2 separate regions of the Gossypium hirsutum genome follow, and region 1 is linked to region 2. The links are chromatin contacts, called in public Hi-C maps. All regions are on one chromosome and are shown on one strand. The core of a region is the stretch at or near the end of the contact, and the rest is flanking DNA. Distances in the headings are between cores, read along the strand shown. Region 1 holds the start of LOC107906392. Region 2 holds the start of LOC107958474 (myb family transcription factor PHL6).

The links. A called contact is a pair of places that touch in the nucleus more often than the background predicts.
Region 1: a contact with region 2 is called in a Hi-C map of leaf, with 2.5 times the contacts expected there. The contact joins the promoter of LOC107906392 here to the promoter of LOC107958474 in region 2. A contact is called at or near these places in 10 of 34 Hi-C or Micro-C datasets (callus, hypocotyl and leaf).

The regions. Positions count from the first base shown.
Region 1 is chrA05:11,261,216-11,264,264 of Gossypium_hirsutum_v2.1, forward strand. It overlaps LOC107906392, which reads left to right and starts at 1,272. Exons shown (of 3, transcript XR_005927063.1): 1 at 1,272-1,796; 2 at 2,324-2,620; 3 at 2,779-3,049.
Region 2 is chrA05:11,100,178-11,102,910 of Gossypium_hirsutum_v2.1, forward strand. LOC107958474 (myb family transcription factor PHL6) reads left to right here and starts at 1,317. Exons shown (of 8, transcript XM_016894251.2): 1 at 1,317-1,643; 2 at 2,357-2,733. The coding sequence starts at 2,720.

The DNA of each region.
Region 1 (3,049 bases), core at 22-2,521, 160 kb after region 2:
AAATATGAATTCGAAAAATAGGTTTAGGTAAAGAAGATCTGTTTAGAAAATGAGTCTAGCCTCAAGTAAGGTTTTTTCCCGAACCCGACCCGTATTGGCCCAAATATGCAAAAAAAGAATTGCTATTTTTTATATTGTTTTCTTGTTGTTTACTACTATTTTGTTGCTATTTTCTTCTTCTTGTTTTTTTTCACTATTTTCTACTATTTCACTATTATATTACTGCTATTTTGTTGTTATTGTTTGGATATTGTATAACTCTTGTTTTATTGTTAATTTGGTTATTATTTTAGAGGTATTTGCTTGTTAAGTTGCACCTATCTATCTTAGTGTTATTTAAGTATACATATATATATTTTTAATTTATTTTCAATTTGTTGGGAAACATTTATTTTAATATTTTTAGTAGTTTTGATGTATTATATTTAATATATATAAATATTTTTAGTAGTTATTTGAATCAACTCGAATAAAAAAATTCAATTTTTTTGCTTTAACTCATATATGAATTACAATATTCTAAGTTATCTGAAAATTCAAATAAGAAAAGGCAAAACTACGTCATTTTGATAAATGTTTACCTTTTCTAAAATTAAAAGTCAAAACCATCAAGTTAAAAGGCAAAATTACGTCGTTTTGATAAATGTTTACCTATTAACCTTACTTATGTAGTTGAATAATCTTTTACTTCATCTATTAGTTAAATAATCAGTCCATGTAAATACAACATTGAGTATAAATAATAAGATTCGTTAACTCAACTTGACTTGACTCGATTCAAAAAAAATTCAAATTGAGTTCGGTTGCTAAAATAGTATTCATTAACTCGACTTACTCGAAATTTTTTTACCCAATTCGAATCAACTCGATCTAATGCTCAATTCTACTTTTCCTTGCAGGTTGTTATGTCAGGTAGTTAAAACCCAACAAAACCAATGGTTTTGGAAATTATGGGCTCATTTGTTTCTTTTGGGCTCACTGAACTCTCTCTTGTTTTATTTTAAAGCCCAAATTAACGTTTGTTCATCCAACCTTGTTGAGATTTTCATTTGTGGAAAGTTATAAGTTTGAATGATAATTGTTGGTGTTATCTATGAAGTCCAAAGACATATAAAGAGTCATAGACACGTATACATATAATGCTCTGAATAACGACACTAAAAACTAATGGTGGAGGAGCCAAGCTACTTGCTCCGATCTTCCGAAGACCACGCCTTCATTTTGATTCTTCACTCTTTATTAGGAACACAACTCAACAAACAAATCATTATCAAAACCAAACCAAACCAAATGAAGCCAAACAACATATTAGATGGTTTATAGATAGAGTTCCATAGCCATAGACCCTTTGCTACCACTAGAACCTCATTCACCCACTTACCGCCAAAAACTAGTGATGTTGCCAACAAGGTGGGGCAAGGGAGGTTTGTATTCTCCGCACCATGCAATCAGGATCAATCTAAACCCAAGGTTAGGCAACAACCAGAAACCATAAGTTAACACACTACTATTCAAAAAAAAAATATTCATTCAAGGAGAGGGTGATGATGATGAAGGGGGCGGCATTGGCGGCTGATATAAAGAGAAACCTTGGGGTGATGAAGGAAAGGGTGTTGGAGAAACTGGCTGCTGCTGCAGTCCCTGCCGATGCTTTGGAGAATGCTAGGCATTTCTTGGAGAGTGTGGTGAGGGATGTTACGGTTGCTGCTCAGGGTCTTACCAAGGATGCTTTGCACCGTATCAAGACTCATCTTGTTGATATTCTTCCTTCACTTTCCCCTGCCATTACTAGAAAGGTAGGTTTCTTTCTCTTCCTCTCTACACCCTTCTTGATTACTGGTAGGACTGTGGTGTTCAAAGGGTGAGACTTGAGTTACATATAATAAGCTCTAGCTTCACATGTATGATTAATCTTGTTCAACGGAAGGGACTTTCTCATTTCTTAGTAGCCAGCTTTTATCTACTTGTTAGAAAAATCAGATTCTTTTGAACATCCTGCATACAGAAAATTATAACATAGCTTTATTTGTTGTTGAGACCAGAAATGCTGTTTAGCTATTTTTATCCTAGTAAAGTGCAGTGTTGCTTCCTCAAGCAATATAAGCTCCTAAACTGTGTAACCAATAATCGAACTGCCTACTCTACTGGACCTGTTTTAGCACATGAACTTTGAGCCTGTAAGTTATGTTGTCAGTCCTTTATGATACATGTATTTTTAGTTCTTCTTTACTCTTTCTTCTCCTTTATGATGGCTTGGAACTACAAGACTGGTAATTTTTTAGCCTTAACTTGTAATTGGCATCATCATTGGTGATTTGAGCAGATGGTGGATGATGCCGAGAAGGAAGCTAACGAAGAACACGAAAGCGAAGGGGAACAACAAGAAGGAGAAGAGGCAAGGCAAGATGAGCATCAACTTAGCGGGAAGTCCACGTTTGTGTCACCGGCGTCTTCTCTGTTTGCTTTAATCAAACCATTATCCAGGCTTTGAAGATTATATAGGAAAGTCTAACATACTCGTTTTGTCTACATTTTGCTTCCAGGAAATTAAGTTTAGAGAGCATACACAGTCGAATCTCTAATTGAATAATGGAAAATCAATCCATGTAAAGAAGATAAAGTTATGTGAGAAGCAAGCATTTTCTATAGTTTCTTTACTGCCGTCTTGGATGTTCTTTCTTTTGCTTTGCATCTTAGGTAATGATGGTCAAATTCATAAAACGTAACCTAACCCATGAATTTATAGGAAATCTGATGATGATGGGATATCATGTTCAGGCAAGTAGAGTTCATATCAACTAAAGCAAGATTCCCTCACAATTGGCTAGGCTTTTCTTCTAGCATTTGAATTTTCAGTCTTCACAGAATTAGTGAGCACTTATTGTGGCGCTAACTGAAGGTACAAGGCAAGTCGCATCTCAGTTTTTTAAGGTTTTATTTGGTCCACCGTATATGTGGGTGTACAAAAACGATATTTGCAACTTAACTTGGGGAATATGATGAAACTCAACGATATTTGGTTCACTGAACAATGTGCGACAAGAATATC
Region 2 (2,733 bases), core at 67-2,566:
GTAAAGAGATTAGCGCAACTCGTATTCAAGACACACTTGAAGCGATGATGAATATCCTAACCATCAACTTAATGAGATACTTCAATATAAGTATACATAACTTCCTTTGTATATAGAAGGGCTTTTTGATAATTCTCTACCAACTAAATCAAGAACTTAAATGCAAGTAAAATTAGATGTTTGACTTTATTGAGGAAAAAAGGACAATATATAGTAAAAGTTCAAAAATATAATTCAATTTATTTTCCAAAGATGTAAGATTAATAGACCGAATTAATTAAAATATTTTAATTTAATTAAAAATTAAATGATTAAAAAATTTAATTAATTTAATTAATATTAATTCAATTCAATTAATCGTTTAAATACTACTACCAATAATGAATAATCACTAGGATTTTAAGAAAGAGAAAACAATGTATATATATGAGATGCATTATGGTTTAAGAGAGGGCAAAAGGAGACAATCCCAATCCCAATCCCAATAGGCAAAGGAGAATAAAAAGATTGGTTGTTTAGCCAATGAATGGGTAGAACAGGAATCAACCACCACCACCACTAGAATTAGCATGTCACAATCTTTAATCTATTTTTGTGGTGATTAAGAGGATGTGTCACAATCCTTTTTTAGTCTTTCTCACCATATATTTTTAGTAATCATCTCCACTTTGTTTCCCAACCTGTTTCAAGCAACCCTGACATCATTCAAAGGGCCCACACTTGAGGGCCCCATATTTGTTCAATCGTTTTGGCAATGAGTAATTTATTTGAGCACTAGTATTCTGTTTGTCTGGTACTTACAAGGATATACAACAAGAATTGCAGATTGAATCATGCGCCTAGATTCTTAGTAGGTATATTTATTTATTGACTAGTGAGGTAACAACGGAATAAGATGTTGGTTTGATGAAAAAAGAGGGAGTTTGAAGGTAGGAAGGACTTTTTGGTATTATGAAGATAGTTCAGAAGTTTAATGTGAGAAGTCTTAGAGAATAAATTTATTTGAGTTGTTTGCATGATTTTTTTTAATAGGGGATGTGATATTTTGAGATATATTTATATATATATATGTTAGGATGACTAGTAATCAATTATTTTAAATCTTCATATGGTCTCAGCAAAAATTTATAATTATAAAATTTATTAAGTTGTGATATGTTAACCAATCACCGATCATTAACTAATTGTGAGTTCACGATATCGTTGGTTTAATTAAAAGACATGTGAAGTTTTTTTTATGAGTGTTGTTTGAGGTTTGCAAAGCTCGCTATCCAAGGTTATAGCAATATATATATCATAGCAGTTCCTTTGCTAATGGACATTGCCTCCATAGGCCAAACCAGATGAAACAAACCACTGTTTGATATTAAAATAACTTGGCAACTTGCTAGATAAAACCAATGACTGATAATGGCAATGCTAAACTTGAGAAATGATTAGTATTGTTTCATTGATTAATATTAATTTAAAGGTAAAGGGATGGCCTACTACTTTATCTTTAATTATACGACGTTCTAAGTCACTATTTCACTCTGGCTATCCCTTATTATTGTTGCAATGGAACGTTTGCGGAGGGAGAAATGAAGGTTTAGCAAATTACATCCGAAACTCTACTCAAAGTAAAACAATCTAAATAAGTTTTGGTATGTCTTTCTTGTCCATCTTCTTCTACCCATTTTTTTAATACTTTCTATATGTTGGTTCTGAATCTCAGTGACTTGGTATTTCTGGGTTTTTTTTTTTGGGGGGGGGGGAGAATTTCCTTGGCTCTGATTCTGGGTGGGTTTTCTTTGGTATCTGGGATTTCAATGGCTTACCAAAAGGTGGTGTGTGGTTTATAAGTCTACCTTTTGTTTTATAAGCATTGTTCAATGTTATCTTTTACTCTTTTCTGTTACCAGCTTTGTGGTTTAGTGTTACATCGCGACTGGTCGCTGATTATGCACAGGGAATTGCTTGTACAATTATAGCCTACCGGCTATTTTTATTTGTCTTGATGGTCTAGTTGTGTTTAAGCATTCAAACAACCGTCTAAGCAAGGTTTTCTTGAAAATTGACCACAAGAACCTTTTACTGAAATCTGGGGTTTGAAACAGAAGGTTCATATTCCTTAAGGGGCTTATATGGTCGTTTAACCTTTTTCATCCACTTCATGAAAGTATGGTAATTTGTAACCAGAGATGTAAGTGAACTATGGTAATTTGTAACCAGAGATGTAAGTGAACTCACAGGCCGCCTATTTTTTCTTACTTTAATTAGCATTTATCGAAGGGAGTTCAATTGATATTAGACAGCAAATGTTTTACTTTCCTTGTGGCTGTTATGCTGATTGCTTAACTTTTGTTCTGTTTTACAGGTTCTTTTCTGGGAAGACATTGTTCATTGTCTTAAAATGATGATGTACTTTGATCTCAACGTCGGTGGGTTGATTTGATACTTATTTCTTTCCACTTTAAATTGATCAGCGCAACAGATTCAGGTTTGAAGATTTGACTATCTGAAGAATGTAACTTTGGTGATAACAGAGTGCAGTCCTTTCAATTTCATAGACATGCACTGTATCTGACTGTTCTGGTGGACATATATTCAACTTAGCTATAAGCTTAATCTTGAAATAGCCTTGAGGTTCAATCACTGAACTGCCATCGAAGATCTCTGATTCTCATTGTTGACTTCTACATTTCTACAATATTTTGGTATCTGTCCATTAAGGAACAAGATGAAGGTTGGGAT